Regions from separate parts of the Mus musculus genome. Here regions 1, 2, 4, 5, 6 and 7 are each linked to region 3. The links are chromatin contacts, called in public HiCAR-type, HiChIP or PLAC-seq and promoter capture Hi-C maps. All regions are on one chromosome and are shown on one strand. Each heading gives the region's core, a stretch centred on a gene start, on an enhancer-like site or on the middle of the called end of the contact. The rest is flanking DNA. Distances are from core to core; before and after follow the strand shown. Region 1 holds the start of Gucy1b1 (guanylate cyclase 1, soluble, beta 1). Region 2 holds the start of Tmem144 (transmembrane protein 144). Region 3 holds the start of Glrb (glycine receptor, beta subunit). Region 4 holds the start of Gask1b (golgi associated kinase 1B). Region 5 holds the start of Ctso (cathepsin O). Region 6 overlaps Ctso (cathepsin O). Region 7 holds the start of Map9 (microtubule-associated protein 9).

Region 1 (2,700 bases), core at 176-2,675, 1.2 Mb before region 3:
CATCACTGTCCACCTTGGAGAACCAATGAGTTTTGGGACTATGGATGAGTGCATACTTACAGAAGGGACAGCTTGAAAGTAAGAAAGAGGAGAGAGAGAGAGAGAGAGAGAGAGAGAGAGAGAGAGAGAGAGAGAGGAAGGAAGAGAGAAAGAGAGAGAGGGGGAGGAAGGAAGGAAGAGAGAAAGAAAGAAAGAAAGAAAGAAAGAAAGAAAGAAAGAAAGAAAGAAAGAAAGAGGGAAGGAGAAAGGGAAGGAGGGAAGGAGGGAGGGAGGGAGAAAGACATACTGGAGAGGGATGAAATGTTCACACATTTGTAATGGGCCCTTGGATGGATGGATGGATGGATGGATGGATGGGTGGGTGGGTGGGTGGACTGATGGACAGACAGACAAACAGACAAAACAGAAATACAAGACAAATCTAAAACTTCTGGAATTCTAACTCCTGGGTTGTAATATGGCCTGTCCTGTAAAGTTCACAGACAAGATGGCTTAACGTTTTGCTCACAATTATGTTTGCACATGAAGTATCTATCCTCCAAGAAGATACATGAAGTATCTATCCTCCGAGAAGGTACTTGAGAGCATATTCCCCAGCTGGGAAATACCAGTTTGGAAACTTCTGGAAGCCTTTTTGGAGTTTGTAAGTAGACCACTGTGGGTGTCCTTGGGAACTGTAAGCCTCTACTGGGCCCACCTGTGTGTCTCTGTAATGAACTAAACAGCCTCGGCCATTCTCTCAGCCACCATGGAGTTGGGCTGTTCCACACGCCCCAAAGCAACGGAGACAAAAAAAAAAGCGAAAACAAAAACAAAAAACGATGGATCTCTAAAAACCACAGGCAAAAACATGAATTCTGCTGGTTAATGTCAGGTATTTTGTCTCAATGGCAAAAAGTCTAATGCAGTTGCTAAACCTCTTGTATATTACAAAACATCTTAGTTTGTGCACTTGATTATTAACTTAATTGACTAAAAGTAAAAATGTTAATTTTGTAGGATTAGCTATGTTTGCCAGCTGTTGCTAGGTAAAGCAACAGAGGAAATGTTTATGTGCATAACTACAAAAAACATGACGATGTTAATCAACACTGGGCGCGCGCGCGCGCACACACACACACACACACACACACACACACACACACACACACGCCCAAGCTCTAGGACATTAGAACAGATGTACGAGGATGACAATGACAATACCCCATCCATGCTGGAAGGAGCACAGCTGGTTCTGTTCTATCTGCCTTAAGGCCTCAAAAGAAATGACTTGTCACCAGACTGGGGCGGGAAAATGTTTGAGCACAGTAGCTCTGAGCCCATCTGAATTCCCTCCTCTGTCACTGATTGGCTAAGATATGGGAAGAAACAGCGCCCAGCCTCCTGCGGCTCCACTCGTCATTGGCTGAGAAGAGGTGGCAATCAGAGTTGGCCGAGACTGATGCCCTAGCTTCAGCTCTGTGCTGGTCTGGGAGCACTGTCGCCGCTGTAGTCGCTGTCTGGGTCCCTTCCGCGGTACTCTTGCCTGGAAGCTGCTTCCTAGGCTCCGGGCGCGGACACCATGGTGAGTGCTGTCAGGATGGTCAGCGGAACATCACACCTGAGCGGGTGGACCTTGACTGGCTAGAGAGCTGGCTGAGATGCAGAAACAAGCCCCAGGGCACACAGAGCGGAGGGCCGCGAGGAACAGCGCTTTTGGTGGGAGGTGGGGACATATGATCTGCTGGAGTGCTCCGAGTCTCTGGGTCTGGTTGGGTCCCCACCACTCAACCCCAGCCTCCAACTTCTGGGGATTCTGGGTTCCACGGGCAGGGTGGTGTGGGAAGCTCAGGGCTCAGGTTCCTGAGCTACCCCTGTTGCACCACGGTGACAGGTGAGCAGGGGTAAGAAGATGGGGGAGGGGAAAGGGACGACGAGAATTCAAAGATCCCGCAGAGTCCCCCCTTTTAGAATAGGGTACCCGAAAGCTTATCCTGAAGGCGAATGACAGGTCAGAGGCACCGGGTGGAAGACCGGGTTGCAAGGCGCGGGTCCTTGACCACGGTCTCTCTCTCTGCCCTTCAGTACGGTTTCGTGAACCATGCCCTGGAGCTGCTGGTGATCCGCAATTATGGTCCCGAGGTGTGGGAAGACATCAAGTAAGTGAACAGCCCCGCTCCCAGGGCCGCGCGTTGGCACCGAGCCCGCGCCCGCCCGCTTCCCTGGCTGCTCCCAGCAGGGTCGTGGTGCGCATCCTCCGGTCTCCTCTCCCACGCTCCGAAGCCGGGACCAGGAGAGGAGGGTAGGCCGGGGCGTGGCCGCGTGATCAAGCCCCTTGGGGTCGCTGCGGCCTCTTCACCCGGACTGAGCGTGGGAACACCCAGACAGGCAGAGCACTGTGACTCCCAGGCCAGGTTCAGAGGGTTGGCTAGCTCCCATGCAAGGGGACCTGGGGGCTTCCTGGGCCTCTGCAAGGTCTTAGGATCAGAGGCAGGAAATGAACAGAAGATTCGCTTTCTTTTGCGATTTGCACACCAGGAACACGTAATATGGTTAAATCATTTGGTTATGGTATAGTACACTCAAAGATTATTTCTCCAGTAAGTCATGAGAAACCGATATGTAATAAAGGGACATTTTCCCTTTAACTTGCCCAAATCACCCTTGCTTTGCTGTGTTTTCTTCTGGCAACCCTAGCAGGGCATCCTAGTTTCTGTAGAG
Region 2 (2,700 bases), core at 141-2,640, 1.1 Mb after region 3:
TTTTCTTCTCTTTCTTGTGAATCTCACATGACCAGATAGTGGATGGTGTCAGCTTAATCCACTCCAAGAGGCCTGCCTGCCTCAAACTCAGACTAGGCCAGGACCTAGCACTTCCTCTTCTTGAAGTTCACATCTGTGTCTTCTGCTGTGCTAGTATCCGGCCTAGAGAGACAGCCTTGCTGTCTAGGAGAGGTCTGTCACACACACACACACACACACACACACACACACACACACACACAAGAGCGCGCACACAGACACATATGGACGCGCGCGCACACATACACACACATGCACGCACACACACACGCACACAGTCACACACACACACTCACACGAACACATGCACAGAGAGAGAGAGAGAGAGAGAGAGAGAGAGAGAGAGAGAGGGAGAGAGGGAGAGAGGGAGACAGAGAGAGATGAACACACACACACACAAACACACACACACACACACACACACACACACACGAGCGCACACACAGACACACATATGGACGTGCGCGCACACATACACACACACGCGCACGCACACAGTCACACACACACACACACACACACGTGGTTTTCAGCTACAGAAGAGGCAGGTAAATCTACATCATATGCTAGTGGTTGCTTTTACCTCTGAATCTCAATCGGATGTCCGAAGCCTGCACTCCTGTCCATTGCTCTTGATTCTTACAGCTCTTTAGGTGGGGTGGGATACAGCTACTGCTCTGGAACGTGATGCACAGCCTGGTTTCACAGGAAAGCTTCCTGGAAGCTATTTTCAAAGAAATTACCTCCCGGGCCAAGCTTTATTTTCCGCAACTCCAGTGTATGGATTTGTATAAAGCCACCTCCCTTGTCTACTGAAATGTGCCAGCAAGCCACAAAGGCATTTAGTTCACATTACAGTAGCACACATTAATTGTTTACATTTGTCTAAGCTCATGATTCCAGCTACATGGGAGGCTGAGGCAGGAGGATCACAGAGTCTACTTGGGCTGTGGAGTGAGCGTTAAGCCAGTCTAGGCAACTTCGGAATAAGCTGTCTCAACTTTAAAAAGGGGGAATGAGAGTTGGGAGTGCAAATTAGGAGAGATTGCCTAACAACAAAGGCAAACCGGGATGGAATGAGCATTTATTTTGTAACTGTGTGAGGTAGCTCCGGCTTTGTCTCATCCACAAACTGCACAATTAAAGGTGTGGTGTTTAGCAGAAGGTGACTTGCTACTCACTGAACGAGCTCTTCTTTAAAGGGGGGGGGGGGGGGGGGGCACGACACTCTCTAGTTAACTCGCTGACTGACAGAGGGCCTGAGGACTCCTTAGTCACCTGACTGAGCTCCAGCCCTCCGCTGGGAGGGTGTCCTGAGCCTCCGCCTGGGAGGGACTCCGGTCTCCCTTCAGATTCCGGCAGGAAGTCCGCACGCGTCCAGGGAAGAGTCAGCGCAGTGAGACCCCACCAGGTCACCTGAGTCTAAGGTGCCCCTGGGTCTGAGAGCCGCCCTGCAACCTTCAGCTCCTCGGGAAAACTCGCAGAGCAAGTAAGTGCCAGCACTCGTGACGTCAGCCCAGAGACAGGCGAAGCTGCACTCAGATTGGAGGAAATTAAAGGAAACCAGAAATGAAATCTTTAAACTAGAGCAGGCGGCATTGATCGAGCGCCGGCACTATCTTAAACGCAGGGGAGGAGCTGCTTAAAACTTTAAAGTAGTCGGGAGAAAAAGCAGATATACCAGTAATGAAACGAAAGTAGTAAATTTTTTAGAAAGAATGAATGTAGCTTAATAAAATATTAAGTGGATACTTAACACGTAAACCTTAGAATCCTTGGACTTGAGACTTTTCCACGGAATGTTGAAAGCTTTTACCTTGGAGAAATACGAACTATTTCGATAGCTGCTGCCTGGTTGGTAATCTGTCTAAGGTAAACGCGTGTGGGCAGGTCACGTGCTACCTGACCCACGTGATATTTATGGTCCTATTGTCTAACTAAAACTTGAAAAAATTTTAAATGAATGGGAGGGATCTAGCACAAGTTTAAAGCTTGACTGAGCTCTGAAGCGAGTTTAAAGTCTGCCTAGAAAAGCTTGGCGAGACTGTCTCAAATCAAACAAAGTAAAAACGGGGTTCGGGTATAGCTGAGCAGAGCGTTTGCCGAGCATGCCGTATTATTAAAAAATATAATAATAATAATAATAATAATAATAATAATGGATTTTGTTTGCTTGCTTGCTTTTTTAAAGACAGGGTCACACTAGTGTTGTCCTGGATGGTCTGGAACTAGCTATGTAAACCAAGCAGGCGATGATCTCAAAGATCTTCCTGCTTCTGCCTTCTGAGTGCCGGAAGTTAGCTTGCTACCAACCTAGACTGAAAATAAGATTTTTAGAGGAATAATTTGGGGCTAGGTTTGTGCGAAAAAAGGGTTGGGGATACATGTTCAGTAAAGTAATGATGCTTCTCTTTACCACAGAAATGTCACTGATTTAACGCGAGATGGACTCTTCCTTATGGCAGTCTGGGATTGTTGGTTCACAGGGAATTAGATCATGTGCTTTTGGAAATGCTCTGGAGCCGTGTGCTGTAAACGAACATCGTTTATCTAAGGCAATAACTGACTGGAGTTGATTCAGCAGTCAAATGAGGTCATGCGCTCTAATTAGCACTACTAATTATTCATCCAATTCAGGCTGAAACCTGTGGCTGCCCATCA
Region 3 (2,700 bases), core at 102-2,601:
ATGTAAATACTGAATTGTATATTTTAAAATAAATTTTATTAGTTTAATTAATGAAGACAGTTAAAAATAAATAAATATTTAAAAATGTGAAAGAGATACCAAATTGACAAATCCAAAACATAAAAATAAAATAAAATAAAATGTGTGGTCATGTTTTGATATAATTAAAAAAGGCATGCTGTTCTATTTAGTGAAGCTTTAAAACAAGGCAGCTGTGACTTAGCAATGGAAATAAGGATTGCTTCCTAGTTATTGCTGCCCTTGTGACACAGAAAGCTTTGTGGAGCTGAAAGACAGTGTCTGGGTGGAGGGAATGCCCCTCTCTCATGTTTAACAGGCCTATACATGAATTAGTGGAACATCTGCTCTTCTACATACAAGGCTGGACCATGCTCACTTGGGTTCAAATCTGCTAGGCTTCCCTTAAGAGTTATTATCAGGTGGGCATGGAGGCACGGGCATAATAATATTCCAGCAGTAGCTTGAGGAAAGCAGATGGGATTCCGAGATACAGTCTGACCTCAGCAAACAAAACTGCGTTTATTCGACAGAAGCAAGGGGCATCAATTTTCCCACAGAAAGGGAAATTGTATGAAGAGAGGGAATGAACTCCTGTGGGGTCTTAAAGGAATGGGTAGGGTGCTTAAGTTTAAAAGAAGTTGTTTCTTAACTATGGAAATGAAAGCTAGAGTAGTTTAGTACCAAAAGGCAAAAACTAACTGGCACTGCCATGCAAAATCACTGCTAAATCTCTTTTAAGATCTGTAAACTCCAGGTGATTGAATCTCTTAATGGCATGAATTTCAATTTCACCGTCTATAAAATTGAGAAGGATGTACAGTTGTCTAGACACACTGAGGGTCAGTGGCGACACTATGAAGGGACCCTGTTGTGCTCAATGTCAACTGTGCAACCAATGTTAGGAGCAGCATTCCTTGCACTATGTATGCTATACTACTGTAATGATTCTGACCACATGAAGCCTGAGTAGAAAGATCAGACTTCAGAAATTGGAATTATCATTCCGACATTAAGATAGAAGGCAGAAAGAGAAGATGATGAAACCACAGGAATCTCGTCCACTTTGGTTCAGGAAGGCCAACTGCTGTCCCACATCATGTAGTTAGTGCCACAAACCTCCTCTTGAGCCCTGCTCCTTTATTTTAGCTCCTTTTCTAACAGTCTCCCGCTGGGGTCCTGCGATGATGCCCTCCAAAGAGCCCTAAGGTCCCTTCTCCCTCCCTTATCCCCGTCCCCACCACCACCGTGCAGCGTCTCGTCCCTCTCGGTGGCGACCTCCGCCGCCCGCGGTCCCCGCAGTTGTCCGCGGCGCGCCACGGCGCACGCTCAGGGGCGGAGCAGGCGCGTCAAACTCGGCGGCGGCGGCGGTGGCGGCGGTGGCGCGGGCGGCGGCGGGACTCGCTGGTCGCAGCTGCCTCTGCGCCCGCCACCTGCGCCGCCGTCACCTCGGCGGAGGGCTGAGGGGCGCGTGCGGTAAGGCCTGGCGGCGAGCTCCCTGCGGCGCGGGCTTCGGGTCTGCGCACTGCGGCGGGGCCGAGCTGGGGCCCGAGGCGGGCTCGGTGCAAGACGCAGTGTCCGATGCCCGCGGGGGCCGGGGCCGGGGTTTGGGGACCAGAGGCGCCGAGGGCCCTGGGGTGCTGTGGGGAGGCTCACCTGGCCCTGCAGCGGCCGGCCGTTCTGGAAAGCCACAGAGCCTTGCGGACAAGGGTCGCGCGGGAGCCCGGCTGTAGCAGCTAGCATCGCTCCAGGAGGATAAGGGGCTGTGAGCCAAGTGGGGACAGACCTATTGCAGTACTGGGACTCTCATCCCAGAGTGGTAGAGGTGGCTGCGGGTGAAGGACCTAGTGACATGCCCTTTGGGCCTGCTTTGGGGGTGTATAGGATAAATATGGGGTGAACCTGAGAAGAGGGGGCGGGTAAATACAGGACACTGGTGCTCCAGATAACAGAGTGGGATGGGAATTGGGCGTTTAGGTCTCAGTTTGCAGAAAACAATTTTATGATCTGAAAACAAAGCACACAGAAGAGGGTTTTTTTGTTGTTGATGTTTTGTTTTGTTTTTTGTTGTTGTTTGTTTTTAGCTATTCTGCTGTTAGTAAATGCTTGAGGGTTTGCTGTATTGTTTATTGTACTTTGGCAAGGATATTCTCTTCTGGGCATAGGCAGTGATGTTAATTTGTAGGTAGGAACATTATCTGAAGCACACTTCCAGTTTTGTTTCTTTACTATTACTCAGAACTATCTTTTGAAGATGACTGGTACAAGAGTTCCCACACGAATGGGAAAACTAACAAGTCAACTTACTGCATGGCATTTTTAGGGTACAAAGTAGCATGCAAATTTAATGATATTTTACAAGCAGTGAGTTTAGAGTGTTTCATGCCAGTCTTCCTTTACCTTTCTGTTTGTTGCTTTCCTTTGAATTAAGTCCGTTAGTGATTTTTTTTTGAAAAAAAAAAAAAAGCATAGAAATCCATACAACCTACATTTTAAAATTTGACATCAAGTGTTCTAGCTAGAGTGAACCATTTTAACAGTGGGTTAAGTATCCTTACAGGTATGAACCTATTTTGAAATACTCTCCAACTTAATGCCAAATTTTAATTTCATATAATCCCAGATTTGGAAATTGTACAATCTCCAATTGTCTGTTACTAGAACCTGGTTTTCTCTATATCT
Region 4 (2,700 bases), core at 105-2,604, 1.0 Mb after region 3:
AATGCCACGCGTATGGAAAAATGACGCTACTGCTGCTGCTGCTGTCCAAATGGGAAACATGGGTGGGGAAAATAATTCAGAGAGAGTGGGGGAAAGGAGAAAACGATCCCAAATCCCCAGCAGCTGCAAATAAGAAGCAAGTGAATCTGTTACCTTGGATGAACTCTAATTTCCTGCTCACAGATGGCAGGGTCCTGTTGAGACCCAGGATCCTGTCCAGGTGGAAGGCGAACACTTCACTCATGTCCAGCGGCTGCTTGAGAAGCCCACAGGGGCTAGGCCCGCAGCCAGGCACAGAGCCTGAGGTGCTCCCTTCCAACACCAGCAAGCGGGTACCACTCTTAGAGATAGGTAGGATGCTAGCCACCTCACTATCAGCCAGGAGGCGCATTCTGCGGATGTCTTCTTTGCTCAGCCATGAGGGGGCGCTCTCGCTATAAATCCTAATGTTGCTCTCTCGGGCCCTAGGCTGCTGCAAGTTTGAACCTCTAGTTCTGACTCCAGGACCACGCAGCACCCTCCAGGGTCGTTCACCAACCTTGGTTAGGTAACCCTGAACATAGCCAGGTACTTCAGCATCTGCTGCCCGTGCAGCTTCCTGCTGTATAAGGGATGGTCTAACCAGCACCTCCTGATCAGGGGCTGCAGATGCCACCGCATACTTCTTCCTGCGCTTGGGTTTCACCGTGCCACGGATATTCGCAGGCTTGCTGCGCTTGGAGCGTAGAGTAATGTACACCACGTTGGGCTGCAAAGTGCTTCCATTGCCCTGCAACTCTGGAGGGGCCAGGGTACCATCCAGGGGAATCTCAGAGAAGGGTACCTTGAAGATGTCGTGACCGTTGGGTGGTCCCCTGTCAGTCGCCTGCCCATGCTGAAAGGAACCTCTGCCCACCTGGCTCACCAGAAAGCCCAGGTAGATGGCACAGGCAGTGCCCAGCAGGAGGTTCCGTCTGGTCCTGGGACGCCGACTACTCCAAAGTTTACACACTCGTGGGGCGCACAGAGAGCAGACAAACCAGTTTACGAGCTGCCCCGGCTTGTCTGGACAGGTCATTTCTCTGCCGCTTCCACATGCTGAACTGAGTTTAAAGTCTGCAGCTGGCTCCGGGTGACATGATTCATGGCTTCCTGAATCCAGCCGTCCAGTCCGCTTCGCTATCTAAGTGGTCTCCAACAGGCAGAGAGGTAAAAGAGAAGGGTCGCTGCTGCGGGTTCTGGGAACGCTTTGTGAACTGGCCACCGCAAGCCTTTTAAACTCCTATCAGCCTTTCCCAGGAGAAAGGAGGGCTGACTCTGGGAATGAATGGAAACAAGAGTTGACTGAATCACTAACTCAACCCATTTCAGTTCCTCTACAAGAGGAAAGAGGCGAGTAACCCTTTCCTTCCACAAATTCTACCAAGTTTGGTGTAAAGTTTAAAATGCGGAAGCAAGATAGGTGTGTGAGTCTGATTTTACTTTAAAGTAATGAAGACAAGCTGCAAAGAGCGTTTGCTAGCTCACAGTTAAAGCCACTACATCTGAGAAGCAAAACTCTTAAAAGTCATCAACCAGGATCCCCTGCAGACCCCCTTTTTGTGATTCAGAAATAAGAAAAGAAATAAATACTTTTTAAGATTTTTATAGACACCCTAACTTTTGTAAGATATATATTACAAAAATATCAAGTAGTGAGTTCATATTTAAACATATTCTCTTAACTAATGTTCCACATTGTTTTCACAATATATTCCATATCTAAAATTGTTATTTAACTACCCCTTGATGTTTATATAGCTTGAAAAGGGTGAGTTCTCTCTCTCTCTCTCTCTCTCTCTCTCTCTCTCTCTCTCTCTCTCACACACACACACACACACACACACACACACACACACAACTTTTTATTCCTTTTCTTTCCACTAAAGAGAGCAAAAATGAAAGAAAAGAATATCTAGGTTTTTTGGTGGGTTTTTTTTTGTTGTTTTTTTTTTTGTTGTTGTTTTTTTTGCCTTTTTCTTCACATTTTTAAATAGAGGGAAAAAGTTGTTTAAGAAGAAAAACAAAACTTTACTTACACAGCTGGCCCCACGCTTAGCTCCAGGAAGAATGGAATTCCTGACTCTAATGCACAGAACTTTGAAAGGCTGAGGCACGTAAGGAGAACATATTTCATGGCCAAGGGTGTTCCACCTTTCAAACATCTCGGCTCAGCCTTAAAAGCTGCCGCCTTCTAACAGCGGAGCAAAATGATTTGTAAACTGGCTGCTGCGCCGTTTTCAGACACGTGAGGTTCTTTTTAAAGATGACTAAAAAAATAAAAAATAAAATTTAATTTTGAATTTCTCCAAACACAGCTCAGACCCAGTTTTCATTCAAACAACTTTCTGCTCCTTTCAGCCCCTGGGAGCCCCCTAGTGTCTCATTTGCTAAGCGACACAGAAATGGCAGCCTTGGGAAGCTGAAGTGATCTGAAGTGTTTTGCTGGAGTTGGCGGAGACCCTGTTGCCAAATAAATACCTTAGAAAAATGAGGAGTGCCCACTGACCCCTGCCTGACCCCACGGAGTTGGGAAGGGGAAACTGGACGCCAGAGTCCAGGGCCTGCAACTTACCTTACATCTGGGCTGTTTGCAGACTAACTCTTGTCTCCCACCAGTTCTCGATGGGGGTAAAACGGCCAGGAAAGGTAGACAAAGCTAAGAAGGGGGTCACTGGAAAT
Region 5 (2,700 bases), core at 68-2,567, 1.0 Mb before region 3:
ATGATAGACTGTCCCTGAAAGTGTGAGCCAAAGTAGACCCTTTTTCACTTTCTTTAAGTTGCTTTTCTTGGCAACCTTGCTTTATTTCAGTAAGGAGAAAAAAAATTATACATTACATTGTTAGCTTTCAATACTCAAGATTAGAAAAAAAAAAACTAGTTGGCCAATAAACACCTTATCAACAACCTGTGACACTGACTACCTCACCCTATTGGAAATCAAGGACAGGTCTCAGTAACACACAGGCCAAGGACACTGAGAAATAGACTGGTAACAAGAAATGAGCTCAAAAGTAACAAAAAGGAGAACTAAAGCACAGCATTTTGATTTGAGTACAACACAAGGGTAGCTGAAGCCAAAGAAGGCCGGACTGAATGAATACTGGAACTTCTCAGGCCAAAGAGGACAAGGAGAACGGGGCAGAGCTATGGGGTTCTATGGAAATTTCAGAAAACATCAGTAAACACTAGTTAAATGGCCTAAGAGCAGCATTCCTGAATTCAGATAGACACTGAGTCGAACAGGTGAGTCCTCCTCTAATAAAATCGTGATGGCATTTTCTTTTTTCTTTTCTTTTTCTTTTTTTTTTTTTCAGATTTAAAAACCTTTCAGAGAGCATTAAGTATAGCAACTGAGGCCAACTGTGAATCTGCATTTCGGTCAGTTCCCCTGGTTACTGGGAAAATCTATCCGTGGTCAGCTAACTTGTCCATTTCAGAATTTTAAGGTTGGAGAGCAATTGAAGGATTATTATGAAAACTTTAAAAAAAGAAATCCGAATTTAAGGCAGTGAAATGTCTCCTGTTCTACATCAGTCTCCACCAAGTCAGAGAGAACTTGATGGTGGTAGACAGTTCCAGGACTGAGAAATCATTAACTTCCAGTTATAGGAGGAGAGAGCCAGTGCCCCCTGCAGGCGGCTTTCTATGCGACAGGTTTGGTGTGGGAAAGGCTTTAGGATTCAGGATACTTCTTCCCCTTAGCTTTGCTTTGGACATCTTTTGGTGCTTTGGGATATAGCACAGAAATCCTTGCCCTGGGGAATCAAACTTTTAGGAGGCAGTTCTACTGGGGAAATGCGCGCTTGGAGCTTGGGTCCCTCCCTAGGAGCCCCGGGGCAGTAGAGGGAGGGAGCTTGGTACCCGCAAGGCGGCGGCCTCCCGCTGGTGGCTCCAAGACCAGGTCCCGGCGACCCCGTGGCGGCCGAGACAGCAGCAACACAGTAGCAAGAGGTTCACCAACTGCGGCTTCATCCCGGTGCCCGAGGTCCACTGTGCCCGGCCCGCTTTCTCTTTCGGTTTCTTGGCTCCGCCCACTGCCTGTGTCCTGTGCACGCCCAGAAGCAGAAAGCTGCTGGGGTCCCAGCTGTTTTGTTTGTTTGGTGCTTCTTGGGATTATTATTGAGCTTTTGTGCTGTTATTGGGCATCTGGGATTTCCCTCTTACTTAATAAGAAAGAGAGCAAAACCTGACTTACACAACAGTATGAAGATACAAACTATTGTGTTTCCTGCTGTCTGAGATTCAGCCCTTCATTTTACTTCCTGCTGTTTAAATTGAATATGTGTTCACTGAGTGTGTGTAAATTGAACTCAGCAGGTTGTATGGGGACGTATAGTGTATGCGAATTTACACACTTCTCTCTATGGATGCGTATAAATACTTGACAAAATTGTTGCTGCACAGAACTGCACAATATCTTGTGGCCATTTCTCCACTTGTAGAAAGCTGCACCCGCTTCCGAAGTTTGTAATGAAATTTAGCTAAGTAATCCTAAACACTTCATTATATGCTGAGCACGTCCTGTGCTTTTCTTTGTTTCACTGTTAAGGTTGCTTTAATTTTTCTTATTATTTTATTATGTTGTTTTCTTCTTGCTTAGCTTACTTCATAATCCATCCACCTCACTTTCTATCCCCAGCTATAATTAACTGACGTAATTTTTAAAAATCTTGTTTCCTTTTACCATGGTGCCGGTATACAGAGTGTAAAAGGAAAAGGGGAACATGTTCAAACCAGTCAATATGTCTGCTCACTCACATCTCAGCTAAAGAGGTTTCCAGTACACTGCCTCAGAGCTCTCCTTTAAGGAGACTGAGTGATTTAAGATCTGAGACCAAATATCACAAATCGCTGGTTACCCTTGGGAGAAGACAGCCAGCTGCTTCTCAGAAGGGCCTATGTACACAAAATGCAAATTATTGTCTTAGAATGAGTCTTTACTCTGTGTTTCTTTTTTACCCCTTCTCTATTGTCCAAAAGCAGATCCTTTGTGGACAAACTGTAACCAGGTTCCCAGAAATCGGAATGTCCTGCATCTTTTGTTTCTTAGCTTCCAACCTGGCGTATATCTGAATAACCATAGTGTTTATTTTCTTGTTCCTTCACTCCCAGGCCTACCTACCCCGACTGCCCTACTTAAAACCCTAACCTTCTCCCCCTCTCCACCCTATTCTTCTAATACTGCCCCCATTGCCTCTGGTGTTCAGTCTGTAGCCTTTTGATCCATAGCACTTTTCTGTAATGCCAGCTTCGTGGGAGCGACAATTTCATTTCTTTAGTCTCTTATGCACCAACAACATATAGTGGGTATTCAATCAGTAAATGTTTGTTGATATAAACTTATTAAATTTAGTCCAAATAAACTTTCTTTTGATCACAGCAGTTATCCTGCATAAATGTTCTAACTCAAAGGATTGTC
Region 6 (2,700 bases), core at 8-2,507, 1.0 Mb before region 3:
AGGAGAATACTATGTGACTTCTGATCCCACCAAACTCTCAGAGGTGCACACTATCCCACAGAGTCCGTTGATCAGTCAACGTCCTGGGGATTTCCTATGAAGTTTGGCTGTCCATGTCTTTGCAAAAAATAGAATGTCCTAGGTTGCTTTACAAAATGCCAGTTTGCTCTTAGAACCTCTCTGTAGACAAATTGTTGGAACTTGAAGGTGCATAATGCTTAGAGTTGAGTATGATGTTGGATCACACTATGAAGTGCATCATTTTCGTAGTTGTCTCATGGTGAATCCAAAACAATTCATGATCACACAAAGACAGCAGCTACAGAGTCTGCAATGCCTAGTACAAAAGGTAAGGAAGGATAAAATTTTAAGAGAAATTTCCTCTGCACAATTTGCTTGACAATTTGAATTTTCACTTATGTTGAAATATGTTAGTTTCCACTACCAAATTAGTAGTTATGCTTAGCTGCCAGTATAAGAAAGGCAACACTAAAGGCAAACAATAGAAGAACACTTAAGATTTTTGTTCTAAAAATCAAGCCATAATACACGAACATATATTAGATCTACTCTTCCATGATATGTATTTCCTAAGGGATATTTATACCTAAAATATCTTATGGAATTTATTTTAAAATGTTTAAAAATGTAAGCTCTTAGATTTGAAGTTCACTATGATTTAATACAACATAAGTGTTTATAAGCTTTCTTAGTGCATCAGAATATAGAACTAGCCATCACAGTAAGAGCGTTAAGAGCCCATTTGAAAACTAAATTTCATTTTAATGACCAATATTTTTTAATTTGCTTGGATTATGGAATAGTCTCTGCCTTTTGTTCCTGTTCATTGTAATACTGTGGGTGGCACTGGGTATACAATGTTCAGGAAATAAGGTTGGTAGGCATTTGTATCCCAGGGCAATCAGTAACCAGGAGGCCTCTGGAGACACAGACCGTGGAAGCAGGTAAAGGGAAGAAGACATCTGGGAGGCGAGAAAAAGCAGAGCCGTGAAGGCAGTTGTGAACCACATCTTCACTGTGTGCACTGGACTCACCAGACCCACAGTCCTGGCAGAGCTTTCTACACAGTCAACTTTTAGAGCAAACTAGACACAGCTCCCTGCTGCGTTAAGAAGCTATGTGAATCAGCAGCAGAGGCTCCTGGGCAGCTGAATCTCAGCTGTGAGCTCCTAGGGCACAAAAGCAGCCATGAGGATGATGGAGCAGCAGGGGCCTCTGCTCTGAGAAGTTGGCTATTTCCAGTATGGAATCCATTTGGCTGTCTAGTAGGACAGGTTAATTACTAATTTTCATCGCCTCTATGCCCTGGGGTAAGTGAACAGCGATCACTAGATTGCAGCAAAAATACCTACTCTTAAATTTTGCTGTAACTCTTTTATCTGTCTCAGAGGGATAAAGGGCCTGCAAGTTGTGAAGATTTGTGGGCCACATCGTTAGAAATCATTAAAACGAGAAATGAGTGTTTCTCCATGCAATTCAGTTTAACTCGAGGATTTAGAAAATTTGATGGTTTTCCAGACCCAATCTTACACTACAGTTCTGAATACAGGTTTCAGCATCAGTGGTAGAACCCCGAACCACCTCTTTCTGTTTGCTTTTTTGTTAGGTTTGTTATACACTATACAGGCATCTGCCTATTTGGTAAGTCTTGCGGTTTCTATGGGCATTTTGTAAGCCTTTTCCAGGTGACAAGGTCCAAATTAAGCAAAAATAAGTGTGCTGTACAGATTTTCGTACTTTAACACAAAGAAAACTTGATTCCTGATTTTTTTCTTTCCATGCTTCCCTTGCTTTTGCAACATCGAAGATCAACTCCAGGGCCTTGAGCATGTTACTCAAATGGCCTCACACCGACCTATAGCCTCAGCTACTCTTAGCCATCTTGAACAATTAGGGCAAGTCATACGTTGTAAAAAGTCAAACCGGAGCAGGGGCATGTTCTGGGGAAGTTTAATAACCTAGATGGAGTATATAATCTGTTTATTTTTAAGTAGTTGTTTTGTTAAATTATTGTTTTATTTTGTGTTTTAACACACACAAACACATATAATATATTTTTCATTTTGTATGTGTGTTTAATAGTGTATTATGAAACACTTCATTTCTCATTAACAGGATAAGCAACCACAAAAGAGATTAACACCACAAAAGGGCACTGAGCCCATAGGAAGCACTCAAGTCTGTCATGATCATATTTTCAAAAAGCCCTTCATATTTAACCTGAGTTTTCAACACAAATTTATGACTTACCACAAACATTACCTCCCATTTTCACGTGGGCATAGCCTTCTACTCCCCAGGAGGATCCCCAGGAGTTTCGCACCATCCAATATGGTGTATTTCCTACAAAGGTTAAGATGCTCAGATACACTGATAAACCCATATTGATTAGGAGCAAATACATTTCCATATTTAAATTGAATATGCCATCAATGTAATTGCTGCAAGAGAAGCATACTATAAATATACAGTGATAAAGTGCATTGACTTTCTGCAAATTATTTTCTGCAGGCAGCTCCATAAACTTGAACTGTTTATTCTGTCATCCTATATGGCAGACTCTGTTATTACAGAAGCAAATAGGCCAAGGCAAATTCGTTCCCATGGAATTAGCAGGTGGAGTGTTAAATACATTTGATAAACTATCAGGTTTTTCACTCCTGCCAACACTTACTCTAA
Region 7 (2,785 bases), core at 127-2,626, 1.4 Mb before region 3:
ATGGGCATAATGTGATAAACACGGGAACAAGAGTTGGATGCAGCATTGGCACAGTCAGACCTTGTGACGCTTACGACAGAAAACCAAAATCTAAAGAGAGCCAAGCTCTGAAGTCGCTCTTTGGCTTGCAACTTAGAAACCAAATATTGAAGACAGGATCCTACAGAGAGGGGTGTTTCAATACTGGAGCCCAAAGTTGACAGATGACCTACAACACACTAACAGTGAAGCAAGAACTCCTCCCACGTCATGCCAGATCTTGTGAGAACCAGCAAGGGCTAGGCAGCAGCATAATCAAAACCAAATGCTTTGCAGCGTTTTACCTGAAAGGAAGTTCTCTTGGTAGCCTTTGGACTCTTGGTGTACGCCAAAGTTGTGCTGAAGATTTCATCGGACATGGTGTGTCCTTTTTCTCTGCTTTTATACAACAGTTAATAAATTACTGAAATAATTCATTCAACCTCTGATGGTGGCTGAAATATACATATAAATATTTTAAAGAATTAGACGTTTTTACATGATCAAGACACTGTTCCTGGGATTAGTGCCCCACAACCCCGCTCCAAAGAGAAATCGCTCTAATCATTGTACAATATATTCACCTAAAAACGTTAAGAGCGTTTTATGTTAAGTACATAAAAATTTCACAACAAATTGGTTTTCACGAAAAGAAAATCCATGAGGAAGTTATTACTGTTCTACATCCACTAGAAGGATGAATGAACTACATAATAACAAAATGTTGCCAAACAATTTCACTTTCCATTATTAAAAACACACAGCATTGCGGACGCCACCACGACTTAGTTCAAGCTGCAACCAAGAGGACTGTCAAGGTTCCCAGCCCCGGAAATGGCTTGCACATAACAGTATTCAAAACGATGCTTAACCACAAGCAGCAGCGACATTTTCCCAAACCATTCGTTTGCTGTTACACACACATCTCCACACTAAGTTGCAGCACATCAGGCTTCCAGCGCGCGACGTCGGAGGCCCATTTGGATCGCCGGCCACCGCCCAGAGCTCCCCGGGCTGGCCAGGCGGCGTCCGCATCCCAGCTCCGCGCGGCTCCCGGCCCAGCACGCGCCAGGGCCCCGCACACCCAGCACGGTCCCCTCCGTTCCTCCACGTACCACGGCCCGCGCCTCCTGCATCCACCCCGCTCCCCGTGCACCCGGGCCCCTGTGACCACCTGAGAACCCAGCGGCTATGCTCTAGCACAGGTGTCGCCCCCGGCCCGGGCCTCGCGGTCTGGGAAACCAGGTATTGGAATAACCTGGAGGCGGGGCAAAAGATGGAGGCAGAAGGCGGTTGCTAGGCAACAGCGTCCCCGGGAGGAAGTGACTTCCAACCGCCTGGTCTCTTGGGTACCCAACACCGCCTTTCCGCCGGCGTCGCTGGGACAACCGCACAGACCAAGGAAGTGACATCACTGGTGGAGGTGTTGGGAGCGCGGTGCCCTATCAGCTTGTGTGCAATGGCTGTTACCTAGGAAACAAGACCGGCCCTCTGCCATCACGCCACAAGGAACCTTGATTGCCCCTGCTCAGAGTCCTTGTTTATAGGCAGGTATTGCGTGACCACGATGCAAAGCTTCCTTTTGCTAGTTAGAACGTGGAATGCGTGAGTCAGTGCAGTGTCAGCGGACTCAACAGAACGACGTAGTAGTGACGTTTGCAATCGTCGGAGTTAAACTGCACGTTTGATTCTTGGAATATGCAAAATAAGATCTCTATGATTTGATAAGAAACTAATAAGACTGTCTCCTTAAAGGATTGCAGTGAATACCGAATACAATATATAGCGAAATATTGGGAAATGTTTAGAATCGCATTCAGTTAATATTACATAGGAGCGTTTCTTGTAAGTAATGCAGTTGGGGGGGGGGGGGCGGAGGAGGAGGAGGCAGAGAGTAGGGGTAGGGGTGTGTGTGCTAAAGTATCCCATAAGCACACACAGCCCAGAGCCTGTTTTACATCTTTGGTGAAAAGTTTACCCTTTCTATATTTAGTAGATAATCTGGTTAAAAAGAAGTCAGCAAATAAAACACAGGGGAGAAGGCTGGAAAAAGTACTGCTGACAGTATCACTATCTTTGCCATTTAATAATTTATTAATACACAAAACACTTAAACTTTTAAAGTTACACAGACTTCATCTATTTTTAACTTGAAAAAGGTATGTCGAAATCAATTCATTAACAAGTGACTAAACTTGTTTCTGTATCTCCACAATGTTTCTTTTAAAAAATAACCCTGACAAATAGATCTTTAAATACACAAAAACAAATATGAAGTTCAGTGAGAAAAAGGTTTCTAAGTAATATTTGCAATAACTCCTTTAAAAAGCCTAGTTTAAGTTTTTCAACTTGTTCTTGGTTGGTAAATTTGTTTTGGCTAATTATGTTGTTTTTAACTATTTTTAAGTGAATATCTGCATAAGGAAAAGATTTTCTATTTTCACCAGTTACTGTTAGCTTTTCTATCCTACATTTTATTAACATCTATGATTCTGATAAAGGCCCTGTACCCACGGCGGGTACCCAAATGGGAAGAACTAATTTTTAGATAATGTGTAAGGGCTCTATTCATTTGGTATTCATTTAACTGATATAACTTTAATGTAGGCATGACTTACAAAAATAAACTTACAACAACATCAATGATAGAGAACACTGAGTTCCCAGCTACCAATAGGGCCGGGTTGCACACAATGGGAATGGGTTTCGGATGGTTGTTTGCCACAAGCACAAAGTGAGAGGCTCTAAAGAGAATTCTTTCTAGCAG

The links. Promoter capture Hi-C pulls out the DNA fragments that hold promoters and counts their contacts. HiCAR-type assays count read pairs that join an accessible place to other places. HiChIP or PLAC-seq counts read pairs in DNA pulled down with a chosen protein or histone mark.
Region 1: a contact with region 3 is called in a promoter capture Hi-C map of hippocampal neurons, with 2.2 times the contacts expected there. The contact joins the promoter of Gucy1b1 here to the promoter of Glrb in region 3. A contact is called at or near these places in 2 of 39 promoter capture datasets (hippocampal neurons and pre-B cells) and 1 of 9 other capture datasets (macrophages).
Region 2: a contact with region 3 is called in a promoter capture Hi-C map of second pharyngeal arch cranial neural crest, with 6 times the contacts expected there. The contact joins the promoter of Tmem144 here to the promoter of Glrb in region 3. A contact is called at or near these places in 18 of 39 promoter capture datasets (the 3T3-L1 cell line, 3T3-L1-derived adipocytes, the C10 cell line and 11 more) and 1 of 115 datasets of contacts at active chromatin or transcription factors (pancreatic cancer cells).
Region 4: a contact with region 3 is called in an H3K27ac HiChIP or PLAC-seq map of SST interneurons, with 7 times the contacts expected there. The contact joins the promoter of Gask1b here to the promoter of Glrb in region 3. A contact is called at or near these places in 4 of 39 promoter capture datasets (the C10 cell line, cranial neural crest, embryonic stem cells and 1 more) and 1 of 115 datasets of contacts at active chromatin or transcription factors (SST interneurons).
Region 5: a contact with region 3 is called in a HiCAR-type map of astrocytes, with 7 times the contacts expected there. The contact joins the promoter of Ctso here to the promoter of Glrb in region 3. A contact is called at or near these places in 10 of 39 promoter capture datasets (cranial neural crest, embryonic stem cells, frontonasal cranial neural crest and 5 more), 1 of 484 Hi-C or Micro-C datasets (cerebral cortex), 5 of 115 datasets of contacts at active chromatin or transcription factors (VIP interneurons, astrocytes, neural progenitor cells and 2 more) and 2 of 9 other capture datasets (adipose tissue and macrophages).
Region 6: a promoter capture Hi-C map of second pharyngeal arch cranial neural crest shows a contact between it and region 3. The contact joins the enhancer-like site here to the promoter of Glrb in region 3. A contact is called at or near these places in 9 of 39 promoter capture datasets (the C10 cell line, cranial neural crest, embryonic stem cells and 4 more), 1 of 115 datasets of contacts at active chromatin or transcription factors (stem cell-derived neural progenitor cells) and 1 of 9 other capture datasets (macrophages).
Region 7: a contact with region 3 is called in a promoter capture Hi-C map of hippocampal neurons, with 4 times the contacts expected there. The contact joins the promoter of Map9 here to the promoter of Glrb in region 3. A contact is called at or near these places in 4 of 39 promoter capture datasets (embryonic stem cells, frontonasal cranial neural crest, hippocampal neurons and 1 more) and 1 of 115 datasets of contacts at active chromatin or transcription factors (astrocytes).

What each region holds. Positions count from the first base shown.
Region 1 is chr3:82,073,436-82,076,135 of GRCm38.p6, reverse strand. It overlaps Gucy1b1 (guanylate cyclase 1, soluble, beta 1), which reads left to right and starts at 1,425. Exons shown (of 14, transcript NM_017469.4): 1 at 1,425-1,564; 2 at 2,065-2,138. The coding sequence starts at 1,562.
Region 2 is chr3:79,841,599-79,844,298 of GRCm38.p6, reverse strand. It overlaps Tmem144 (transmembrane protein 144), which reads left to right and starts at 1,390. Exons shown (of 12, transcript NM_001379543.1): 1 at 1,390-1,528.
Region 3 is chr3:80,912,311-80,915,010 of GRCm38.p6, reverse strand. It overlaps Glrb (glycine receptor, beta subunit), which reads left to right and starts at 1,351. Exons shown (of 10, transcript NM_010298.6): 1 at 1,351-1,494.
Region 4 is chr3:79,884,584-79,887,283 of GRCm38.p6, reverse strand. It overlaps Gask1b (golgi associated kinase 1B), which reads right to left and starts at 1,354. Exons shown (of 4, transcript NM_133187.3): 1 at 154-1,354. The coding sequence starts at 1,057. It overlaps Gm36569 (a long non-coding RNA gene), which reads left to right and starts at 478. Exons shown (of 3, transcript XR_375740.1): 1 at 478-1,188.
Region 5 is chr3:81,931,218-81,933,917 of GRCm38.p6, reverse strand. Ctso (cathepsin O) reads right to left here and starts at 1,317. Exons shown (of 8, transcript NM_177662.3): 1 at 1,143-1,317. The coding sequence starts at 1,253.
Region 6 is chr3:81,951,863-81,954,562 of GRCm38.p6, reverse strand. It overlaps Ctso (cathepsin O), which reads right to left. Exons shown (of 8, transcript NM_177662.3): 7 at 2,272-2,364; 8 at 1-337. The coding sequence ends at 303. Among named protein-coding and RNA genes, the nearest start is that of Ctso, 21 kb to the right of the region's middle. Within about 2 kb of position 1,257, at least 2 of the 459 cell types and tissues checked have an H3K27ac peak or open chromatin away from gene starts, as enhancers often do. A contact at or near this core is called in second pharyngeal arch cranial neural crest, where this site is marked.
Region 7 is chr3:82,356,663-82,359,447 of GRCm38.p6, reverse strand. Map9 (microtubule-associated protein 9) reads right to left here and starts at 1,376. Exons shown (of 14, transcript NM_001081230.1): 1 at 1,193-1,376; 2 at 324-473. The coding sequence starts at 398.